Linked DNA regions of Capsicum annuum: region 2 is linked to region 1. Evidence: chromatin contacts called from public Hi-C data. All regions are on one chromosome and are shown on one strand. The core of a region is the stretch at or near the end of the contact, and the rest is flanking DNA. Distances in the headings are between cores, read along the strand shown. Region 1 holds the start of LOC107842316 (60S ribosomal protein L11-1). Region 2 holds the start of LOC107841246.

Evidence for each region. A called contact is a pair of places that touch in the nucleus more often than the background predicts.
Region 2: a contact with region 1 is called in a Hi-C map of leaf, with 2.0 times the contacts expected there. The contact joins the promoter of LOC107841246 here to the promoter of LOC107842316 in region 1. A contact is called at or near these places in 3 of 5 Hi-C or Micro-C datasets (leaf and placenta).

What each region holds. Positions count from the first base shown.
Region 1 is chr9:193,471,133-193,477,303 of UCD10Xv1.1, forward strand. It overlaps LOC107842316 (60S ribosomal protein L11-1), which reads right to left and starts at 2,869. Exons shown (of 5, transcript XM_016686082.2): 1 at 2,642-2,869; 2 at 2,351-2,458; 3 at 340-382. The coding sequence starts at 2,644.
Region 2 is chr9:193,607,115-193,613,285 of UCD10Xv1.1, forward strand. LOC107841246 reads left to right here and starts at 2,975. Exons shown (of 2, transcript XM_016685218.2): 1 at 2,975-3,559; 2 at 3,678-4,367. The coding sequence starts at 2,975. The coding sequence ends at 4,367.

The DNA of each region.
Region 1 (6,171 bases), core at 1,619-4,118:
AGCTTTTCATAATAAGAGAATTTGAACAATACATTTAGAGACGAAACGGCGGGATTAAAACCTTACAAACCTCACATTCCTACAGTAACTGATTTACAAATTAAACCCAAACTTCAACAGATCACCAGTTAAGCAACAACATTAACTAATCAACACATATGAAACAGCTCAAGAACCATTTGCAAGATTCCTTCATATATAAGAAAATATTCATTCTTTGACAGACATATAGCTCAAACAACGGTGTTCGATAAAATGTGCCTGAGAAATTGAAAAACAGTCATAACATGCACAATCAGATAAAGGTAAACAAAGTGCAGATGAGATTGAAAATCGCACCTTTAGAGAAAACAGGGCTTTGGCCACTAAGTTGCTCCAGGACCTACAAGTACCAAAAGTACATTCAATCAACCATCTACGCCTCGATTCCCAACCAATCCAAATCCATTATGCAAAAATGTGTATCCATTCAGCTCTATTCGGGTCCATTTCATTCTAATACTAGTAAAATAATTTGTACCGAAACAAGGTATGCATAAACTCTATCCTCTCCAGACTCTACTTTGAGTGGGATTATACAGGGAATGTTACGGTTGCACTAGTAAAATCATTGATATTTTCTATGAAAATTTTTTATAAGCCTCGATCCCAAACTAAACGAAATAATTTATATAAAACATGTGTATCCAAACTAATCCTACGTTATTTGGTCTCGAGCCGAGGTCTATCGGAAACTACCTCTCTACCTTACCTCATTGAGGCAGAGGTATGGACTGCATACATTCTAATTCTATCATCCCCAGACCCCACACTATGTGGGAATATATTGGGTATGTTGTTGTTGTTGTATCCATTCAGCTCTATTTGGGTTCATTTCATTCTAATACTAAGTAAAATAATTTGTATCGCAAACCAACTCTCTACCTCTAAGTTAGGAGTAAGACCCGTGTACACTCTATCCTCCCCAAATTCCACTTGGGGGACTAGGGACTATACTGGTAAAATCAATTGTGTTTTTTACGAAATTTGTTAAAAGCCTCGATCCCAAACTAATCCAAATACTTTATACAAAACATGTATATCCGTCCAGCTCTATTCAGGTCCATTTCATTCTAATACTAGTAAAATAATTTATATCGCAAACACTCTACCTCTACGGGAAGGTCCATTTCATTCTAATACTAGTAAAATAAAAGCCTCGACCAAAACCAATCCAAATCCTTTACATAAAACATAAATAAAGGTTCATTTAATTCTAATATTAGTAAAATAATTCGTATTGGAAACACTCTCTACCTAAGGTAAGGGAATCAAAGTCTGCAGACACTCCATACTCTCCAGACTCCATTTTATGGGACTATAATGGTTATGTTACATGTTTCACTATTAAAATCATTTGTAATTTTCACAAAAAAGTTTTACCGCAATCCTAAACTAATTCAAATCCATTGTATAAAACATGTTTATCATTCAACTCTATTGACGTTCATTTCATTATAATACAAGTAAAATATTTTTTATTGGAAACAGTCTCTCTACCTCTAAGGTACACGGGCAGGGGCGGATCTATTAAGAGAGTTGAGGGTGCCACGCCACCCGTAAATTTCGATGGAAACTCTCTCTCTATATATAAATGGATATAGTCAAATAATTAACATGCCACCCACAAGATTGAAGTGCCATTTGGTTCGAGTGACAAAGTGTCACATTAGCTCCCCCTAGGTTGTGGGTTCGACCTTTGCTGGCAACCTTACTTTTTCCCTTAATTTTAGGCTGAAGTGAAGCCACAAATAACTACTACTAGTTGGCAACTTCTTTTTTATATGTGTATTAATAGTAATTATATTGAATTTTTCTTTTATTTTTCAAATATTAATAGTTAATATTTGTATTAAAAAGTGCATAATTTTATTCTCTCTCCTCAAATAAGAAAAAAAAATCATTACTCTCAAATCCCAATTCCCAAATCATCATAGCTCTCTGCTTTTTGGTCTTTGTTGCTGCTACCGCCGGAGTTTTTGGCATCACCGACAAAGGTCACGGCCTCAGCCTCACCGGCCACCTCTCTCCGCATCCATTGTTAAGTTTACTTGGCACCCGGAAAGTTCGGATCCTGGATCCGCCTCTGTACACGGGTTAAAGTACGGGCACATTCTATCCTCCCAAGACTCCACTTTGTGGGACTATACTGGGTATTGTTATTTTTTTTTTTCCGAAAAATTGTTAAAAGCCTCGATCCCAAACTAATCCAAATAATGTATATAAACATGTACATTCAACTGTATCCAGGTCCATTCCATTCTAATATTAGTAAAACAATCCGTATTTTAAAGACAAAATTATAAGTCACCTTAGCAGCTCTGGTGAGACGATCTCCACTTTCACCAACGGAAATGTTGAGAACAAGTTTCTGGACTTTGATATCCCTCATTGGATTGTTCAATTTATTCTCTGAAGCCTGTAAAGAAAATCCAATAGCAAACGTACATTACATTACAAAGGGTAGCAGGGATAATTAGTTGAGGTACTTGTAAACTGAATGGAACACCACGGTTATCAAAACTAAAAAGTACATTAGAGACAAAATACACAAATGTTAAAAAGCAATAATATTCATGGAAAATGGAAAGGAAATAGTTACCATGGCGCTTTGTTGCAGCTGCAGGGGAAGGGGGTAAACAGAGAAAGAGTGAGAGAAACCCTAGTTCGATCCAAGTATATATATATATGTGTTGAACCTGGGGGTATTTTCGGAATGAGATTAAGTTTATGACTACTTTTGATTGCATTTATGTTATACACTATGCCTTATTACATGAACCTTTTCTTCTTCTTTTGAAATTTGGGGGTCTTATAGAAATGATATCACACTTAAGTTTGCCTAAAATGTGATATTTGTAATACTATTAACTAGCCGTTTGACCTTACCAAAAAATTAAAAAAAAGAAAAATATTAACCGTTTGACCATGAGTACTTTTTTATTTGTTTTTCATAAAATTATTTTATTTTAGTAAAAAAATAAAAATTATATTGTTTGACCATGAAATTTTTAAATATAATTTGAAATTATATTTTGAAAAAGTGAAAACAAGAAAAACTTATTTTCACTTTTTTCACTCCTACTTCTCTCACAAAATTTTAAAAATAACTTTAATTTATATTCATAATCAAACACAACTCCAACTCCAATTTTAATTCCAACTCTATTTTCAACTCTAAAAAATTACGTTTTTCATGCTCAAACAAAAAAAAATTATTAAAAATGTATTTACATCATAGTGAATATCTATCAAGATCTACTTTGATATCTATTAGGATTTGAAACATCCGTCTTTTACTCAGACTATGAGTAAATTTTTTCTATAAATAGAGGGGTTTTGTTCATTGTATTGACAATCTTATGATCTCTCTCAAGAAAATAAATAAGAATCACTTCTCTCTATTCTCTCTACTCTTCTTCTTATTCTTTATTATTTTATAACACGTTATCAGCACGAGACTCTGCCAAATAAGTTGAGATTATAAATCTGAAGGATTTCAAGGTCAGTAATTCTTTATGTTATCTTTCTTTTGCTACTATTAATATAATTATTATTGAATTTGAGGAAAAATAATTGGTTTGAAACCATTTATATTTTAAACTTATTCCCCAAAAATAATTTTATCAAAAAGGATGATAATATGTTGGGTTCAAGTCCCATCGATTCATGCATAAGACGTTTTTATATGAATAAGATGTTGAGTTTGAATCTCAATACACCATATTGATGATATTATGATGGCTAAGGCAAAATAATGGGTGTTTAATGAAAAGTCATGAAATTCGACCCATTAAATATGCTTCATTCCATGAAGTGAATGTGGTAGCAATGTATGATAAGTCTAAAATATAACAACTTACTTCATTCTTGAGGTGTATTTAGTAGCAGTGTATGATATGTCTAAACGAAGAAAAGTGATTAAATGCACGAATATACGCGTGGAGGGACAATATGATAATGATCATCAAAAGTAACGATGTTTTCACACGCTTATATGATTATAAGATATACTAGAGAAGAATTTTCTACATCATACGTATGCCTCGATTTGCTTCTGAGGTAGCAAAATCTTGAAAGAGGTTATAAGCTATCATAATTTGATAGGCTTAAGGCACGATTATATTCTTGGGGAATGAGAAACTTATTAATGCAAACGTGCACTTGATTGTGATTGTATCACAACTCACCTCCGAAAGAGGTTGAATAATTTTGAAATCTACTTCTGAAATAGTAAATCTGAAAATTATTCATATAATAGTAAATCTGAAATTTACTAAAGCAAAAACACATATCATGGTAAACTTGGAGTTTACTAAATTAAAAGTTCATAAGTTGACATGAACGATTGTGATATCCTGAAGATGTGCATATTGAGTATTGAACATATATTGAAGAATTAGAAAATTCTTCATGAACTTTAATGTTGCTTGTTCTCATGGTAAGTTGGTTAGACCAACTAATTTTGGGATTGGATCCCTCAAAATCTGAAAAGAATAAAAGGTGAATAGGGGTTCATTCACCTATCATGTGATATGTTGAAAAGATGCATTAAGATGATCACATGTACATTCATTGTCAACCTGTAGTTTGATATTCATAAAGTTGCTTGCTCAACAAAATTGAGTTAAGAACATAATTTTCAGATTGTGCAATCAATAAAGTTTTCTTGATGATGATGGTTTGACGTTGAATGCCTTCGATAAATAGCTAAACCATCGCTAATGAGAACAAAGCTTCATGTGTTGATCTGAAATATGATATGTTGCATACAATAACACTTGTATGCATTAGACCAATAAATTATGATTATTTTTTCCCTTCAATTGGTTCAAGGTCATGAACCAACTATTCCATCTAATAGTTTTGATGTGCGGTATACAATTAATGAATGTATCATGATGCACAAAGATGGATCCATCAAAGAAGATGGAGGATGTATATTAGCTTTCCTAACATAAGGGGGAGATTATAAGCAACTACGAAGTATGTTAGGAATTATGATCAGATCCTCATTCAAAAGATAATTCAAGTCAAATGTCGAACGCATCTCATATTTAAGCTGTAAGTGCTCCTATTTTATGTCTCTAAAGGACAAAGTCTATGCATGCGTAGAGCGTGATAGACCAATCAGTTTCAAATGAAATAGTATTTGTATAAAATAAGAAGCAAATAACCATAATAAGAAGGTAATATGCGCTTGAAGAGCCTATGACATAACACTTCATGAAACCTTATGAGAGGTTTATGTACCTAAAAATAATGAAGTGGTGAGATCTCAAAATGTTATGTCGCATTGTGAACCGATACGAAATAATATATCATCAATATCTTTGACACAATATTGGTGCAATATTGTGAAAGATTACGAGGATCTTAATTCTACGTTTATTTAAGCATGCTGACGTAGAAACATTTATCAAGTGACATGAAATGATGCATTTTGGTAAGCGTAAAACTTATTTGATTTGCAGTCCAAACACTTGAAGATGTCACTCATGAAATGTTGAATATTGTCACTTGACAAAACTTATGTGAAAACTTTTAAGGATTCAAACTGTTTGAAGCATATAAAAGTTTCTGGGAAACTTATTTATAATCCTCATATTGTATAAGCTTATTGCTTGAACATCATTGGAACTCTTAGAGAGAGTTTTCAAAGCAATAGATTATTTGCTGAAATTCAAAATATATCGAATTGGATTGGTTATGAAGTATCATATCTTAGTGCAATTAATTCACTCATGTACCTTGCAAATACTACAAGGCCTATAGTCTTTTCAGTCAATTTGTTAGCAAGGTATATTTCTGCTTCTACTATAAGACATCAAAATGAGATAAAACACATGAGCTTGTTTTATTCTAAAGATTGCAGTTTCGATCTTATTGGTCATGCTGATGTTGGGTACTTATCTGAGCCGCATAAATCTCAGTCTCAAATAGGTTATGTGTTCATATGTGGTGGTACTGCCATATCTTGAAGATATACAAAGCAGTCTATCGTAGTCACTTCATTGAATCATGCTGAGATAATAGCTATTCATGAAGCAAGCCGAGAATGTGTATGGTTGAGGTCCATGATACATCTCATTCGAGAAAAATGTGGTGTGAAATATGACAATCTACCCACAA
Region 2 (6,171 bases), core at 1,725-4,224, 140 kb after region 1:
ATATATGAGGACTAAAGATACAAAATATATACAATTTCTCAGTGAAAATATAGAAGAATTAATGAGATTAAAACAAAAAATTAAAAAATATTATAATAAAATATTTAATCAATTTTAAATGGCAGATAATCTTAAAATATTAATCTTGTATATACTTAGAAATTATAGATATTAAGAGAATAATATTAGATTATGAAATTAAAATTATAAATTAGATAGAACAACTATACCTAGATAATTACCCAGATGGATATTATTCAGACTAAAATGTTAGAAGATATTAGAAAAGTTAGAGAAAACCAAAGTGACCTATATGAAGAAATTAATTATAGAAACCAACTTAAAGAAATAATAGAAAATCTAAACGAAAAATTAATATAGATAAAAGAATCCTTAGAAAATTTAGAAAAAAGTACAGATAAAAGTTTATATAACATAAAAAACTCATTAAGAGAAAGAAGAAAGGGAGATAATTAGTATTAATAACCTTAATTCAGTTATAAATTATAGTACAAATAGAATATTACACAGAAACTAGTAAACAAGCAACTACTTTAGAATAAAATGATAAACTAATGAGTATTTAAAATATTGGAGACAAGATATGAAAGAAATAAGATTAGAAGAAATGCTTATGAATAAGAATTTAATCGAATATTTTAGAACAAAAGATATAGAATATTTAGAATACCTCAAAAATAATATAGAAGAATTACAAAGATTAAGAGAAAAAAATAAAGAATACTACAATAAAGCATTTAATCAAATACCAGTTAATCACCCCCAAGATATGAGCAATAAACTAAAAATAAAAATATTTAGAGAAGTTAAGAAATATCCACGCACAAATAAAAATATAATAGATCTATTTAATCCCCTTGTAATACCTTTCCAAATGGTTACAAAGTCAAAGTGACTTATACGGGATTTATAAATTTTCCATCTTTTACATTATATCATGTTCTTTACATATCCCATGTAGACACGTCTGCACCATCTCTTACTACTTTCACTACTCATGTCAGTAATAGTTTCACTTCTAATACTTCTCCTATTGATCATGGTACTCCCCCTTTTGTAATTCCCAGTACTTCCCATTCCCATTGTAAAAATTCCATTGATTTGAATAAAATTGACATTTTATGGAACACATGTCATTTGTGAAAATGAAAGCTATTTGTACTTTGCCTTGTAATCTTTCCCTCTTATCAAAGTTTTTCTTGCCATGGTGCAAAATCAGTTCAACTCTTTCAATCCAATCAATTAGAAGTATAATGCTCTTAAATTAGGATCTAACACTTATGCCTCTTTATTTTTCATGACAAAATTGATGATCTCATGAACAGAGTGTCAATTACACAGGGCAAATTTATTACAGAAACGATGGAACATCATTACGGGGCGGGTAAACTTTAAAGGAGCTATTACAAAAAATAGATGGGACCAGAAGAAGGTTGCAGGTGGAGAGGATCCCATGAAGGCAGGAAAATATCTCAACCACAGGAGAAAAACTCTGCTTCGGAGATGCCTGGTTGGTAGATTCACCGGTGGAGAAAAAGCTCCAACTCGCAATGACGTTAGAAGGTGGGCAACTCAGACTTGGAAAGGAGTCCCAAACATTCAGGTCTATGACATGGATGAATTCAATTTTTTGTTCGAGTTCCAAACAAGTTGAGCAGCTGAACACATTCTGATGGGAGAATGGAAGATGCACAACCAGAACCTTGAGCTAGATTGGTGGAATCCAACAAAAATAGGCTTTCTAAACACTACGAGATTTGATTGGTACTGGATCAGGGTTTTGGGTCTTTCTCTGCAACTATGGAATTCTGATACTATGAAAAAGATTGGTGATGAATGTGGAGGGTGGCTGGAGAATAAAGAAGAGACTGAGCTCAGAAACCACTTGAGATGGGCCAGAATCAGAGTAAAAGGACCGAGGGAAAAAATCCTGTCCTCCATTGAAGTCGATGATGAAAATCTGACCTTTTCTCTGCCGATATAGTGTGAGGAACCAGCAACTTATCGAAAAAGATCACCGGAGAAGAGGAACGACGATGACAGGTTAAAAGAAAAGAAGTCAAATCCTAGCACAGCTATGCCTATGGAGGCTTTTCAGAACAGAGGAATGGAGTTTACAGAAGAGAGTATATCGAAATACGAGATAAACAAAAAAAGGGAAAGGTGGATTGACCAGGGGCATATGCTTTCTGTGGGGTCCTACTTAGGAGAGAGGGAGTTGTGTGTAGGAGGACCTAGTTGTGGACAGCTGGAAAGAGAGATGAGCAGAGAGAAAGAAATTCAAAATCAGGGTTTTTGTGGTGGGCCAAGAAAACACTCTTCATTTAATTTGAAAGGCAATTCAAGCCCAATTGATTCAGGCCCAAAACAAAAGAAGCAGCCCTTTACAGAGCCTTTTACGGAGTTCATTAATAGAACAAATACAGAGGCATGCAAGAGTGTGTATTTTGTTTATTTCAAAGGGGGGGACAAACTCAATATAGAAGCAGCAGGGAGAAGGAAAAAAGAGAAGAACATGCATCTGAATCAAAAGCAATTAGACATACATGTTCACAAAAAAGGGGAATCATCAATGAAGAACAATGAAGGACAAAGAATTGAAGAGGAGGTGGTGGATTTTTCGGAATCTCTTCTGGTAATGTATGCAGAATCGGAACCTTTATAGGTTATCAACAGTGCACAAGAGGAGGATCTTGCTACAAATTAGGTTCAAACAAATATGATCAAACTTGGACAACTGTTTGGAGTAGATTTTAAAGAGTGAAAATGAAGCCTATACGATGTTAAACAAGATGGATCAAAGGAGGAACTAGGAGAAAGGACAAGGGGAGAGTTTACAGGACTCGAGCTCTAAAAATATAGTTCCAAAAGAGGTGAGGAATCTGTTTTTTGACATGAACTTCAAAGATGGGGAACCAAGATCTAGTGGGAGAATGCTAGCTTTAACAAATCAATGAAAGTAAAGCTAGTATCATGGAATGTGAGGGGGTTAAATGGGGTTGAAAAAAGGGACATGGTCAAGCTAGTATCATGGAATGTGAGGGGGTTAAATGGGGTTGAAAAAAGGGACATGGTCAGGAAATTACTACGTCAATGGGATGCGGATATTTATGTTCTAGTTGAAATAAAGCTAGAAGGTCTTGTAGATGGTATGCTACGGAGTATATGGAGTAATAGATGGGTGGGTGAATTTCATAAAATGGCTGTAGGGAGCAGTGGCGGAATCTTAGTTCTATGGGATAAAAGGGTGTGGATAGGAGAAATGATGGAGATTGGTGTTCAAAGTGTTACTGGGAAATTCACTGGGGTAAATGATGATTTTAGCTTTTCCATCACTGCAGCAGTCTATGCAAATTGCAATAGAAGAATCAGGAAGACGTTGTGGGAGGAGTTGGTAACTATCAGAAGTAGATATAGTGGGCCATGGATAGTGTGCGGTGACTTTAATGTTACCAGATTCCCCTCTGAAAGAACAAATTGTACGAGACTGAATGGTGCTATGACAGAGTTTTCTTCATGTATCGAGGAACAGGAGCTGGTTGATCCCCCTTTATTTGGAGGATCATATACCTGGAGGGGAGGAGAGAAAAACAAAACTGCCTAAAGGATCGATAGATTCCTACATTGTACACAATGGGGGGAAAGTTTTTTTACAGATCAGGCAAAATGTGCTACCAAGACTAACTTTCTATCACAACCCCATTGCCTTGACATGTGGGGACTGGGAGTGGAAGAAAACCTACTTTAAATTTGAAACATGGTGGCTGGAAGTGGAAGGATTCAAAGACAAAGTAAAAGACTGGTGGAACTCCTTCAATGTTGAAGGAAGAGCAGGCTTCATACTAGCTGAAAAGTTGAAGTTACTAAAGGCTGAATTGAAAAAGTGGAGTAGGGACAACAAAGGTAACTGGAAGCAAAGAAAAGAGGACATTTTGAACCAGATTACAAACCTGGAAAACATCCAGGAATGCAGAATCCTCACTGATGATGAAGTTCTACAAAAGACCAATTTGGCGATGGAGTTTGAAGAGATAGTAAAAAATGAGGAGATAGCTTGGAAGCAAAGGTCAAGGATACAATGGTTGAAAAGTGGTGATAAGAACACAAAGTTCTTTCGTAGAATTGCAACTTCATACAAGAGGTTCAATTCTATGGAACAACTTCAATTGGAAGGAGTCATGGTAAAAGATCCAGTTATAATCAAGGAGGCAATGCATGATTTCTACATGAATCTATTCAAAGAGTCTGAACAATGGAGACCTGATCTTAACATACCGGATGTTACTACAATTTCTAAGGAGGAATGGACTTGGTTGCAAAGACCTTTTGAAGAGGAAGAAATTTAAGAAGGGATTAGAATGTGTGCAATGGAGAAGGCACCTGACCTTTCAGACTTTTTGGGAGATACTGAAGGAAGATATAATCAACACTCTGTCTGATTTCTACTACAATCAAGACTTTTGAAAAGAATTTCAATGCAACTTTCATAGCTCTAATCCCTAAAAAGATGGGAGCTTCGGAGTTGACGGATTACAGACTAATCAGCCTAATAGGAGTGGTGTACAAGATCATAGCTAAGTTGCTGGCAGAAAGGCTTAAGAAGGTGGTGAGCAAGCTGGTTAATAAAAATCAAATGACCTTTATAAAAGGAAGACAAATCATGGATGCTGCACTCATAGCCAGTGAATGTATAGATTTAAGGATGAAAAGTGGAGATCCAGGGCTACTATGCAAATTGGACATCCAGAAAGCTTATGACCATGCAAATTGGTTTTTCATTCTCAACATCTCGAAACAAATGGGTTTTGGTAGCAAATAGTTGAAATGGATATAAGTTTGTATAAAGACGGTGAGATTTTCAGTTTTAGTTAATAGTGAACTAGTTGGATTCTTTCCATCGGAAAGAGGATTGAGACAAGGGGATCCTCTATCCCCCTTTCTCTTTATTTTGGCAATGGAAGGATTTGATAGCATGATGAGAATAGCTACACGACAGAGATGGATTAGAGGCTTTCTTACAAGGGACACGCTAGGAGCGAGAAAAGAGACCAGTCACTTACTGTATGCAGATGATACCATTATCATGTGTGAGCCAGAGACGGAGCAATTGAATTATATCAGGCTGATCTTGATCCTTTTTGAAGCAGTATCAAGTCTAAGGGTAAATTGGGGAAAAAGTAGTTTGATTCCTGTCAAAGATGTACCTCAGATTCATGAATTGGCTAAGGTCCTGGGATGCAAAATTGAGGGATTGCTAACCACGTATTTGGGTATTCCCTTAGGAAGCAAACACAAAGCATTGGAGATATAGGATGGGATCCCGGAGAAAGCAAAAAAGAAACTGACTAGGTGGAAATCACAATATCTCTCTCTGGGGGGAAGAATGGTTTTGATTAATTCTGTCTTGGACTCCTCCCTACTTATGTGATGTCCTTATTCCTTATTCCTTCAAAAATGGTCAAAAAACTAGATAGACTTCGAAGGAACTTTCTCTGGGAAGGAGGCAAAGAAAGGAAGGGTTATCACTTAGTGAAATGGAATAGTGTCATGTTGAGCAAAGATAGAGGAGGCTTGGGCATCAGAAACCTAAGTATTCAAAATAAAATTCTTCTAATGAAGTGGCTGTAGAGGTGCATCAGTGAAGAGGGAACCCTTTGGAAGGAGGTGATAGTAGCAAAATATAGTGAGTTGAACCCCTGGTGCACAGAGGCGGTCACATTACCATATAGATGGGGAGTTTGGAGAACTATTAGAAATTTGTGGAGTTGCATGGAAGAAAATGTGATTCTCAAAGTGGGAAATGGCAACAAGTTCAAGTTTTGGAAAGATGGTTGGATTGATCAAAATCCTTTGAGTGAGTTATTCCGGATCTCTTCTCAATTAAACACCAATCCAGAAAGTAGGGTCATCGAATGTTGGTCTATACATGGTGGAATCTCTCTTTCGGAAGGCTAAGCAAGGACTGGGAAGTAGATAGGGTGGCTCTCCTACTGGAAAACTGGAAGGAACTAAACTAGACACAAATGTACCAGACAAGATCATTTGGAAACACAACAAGGATGGAAAGTTCACAGTTAATAGTGCATACAAACAAGGGATACAAGGGGACCTGGAAATAATAACCATCAATGGAAGACCATATGGAGAGGC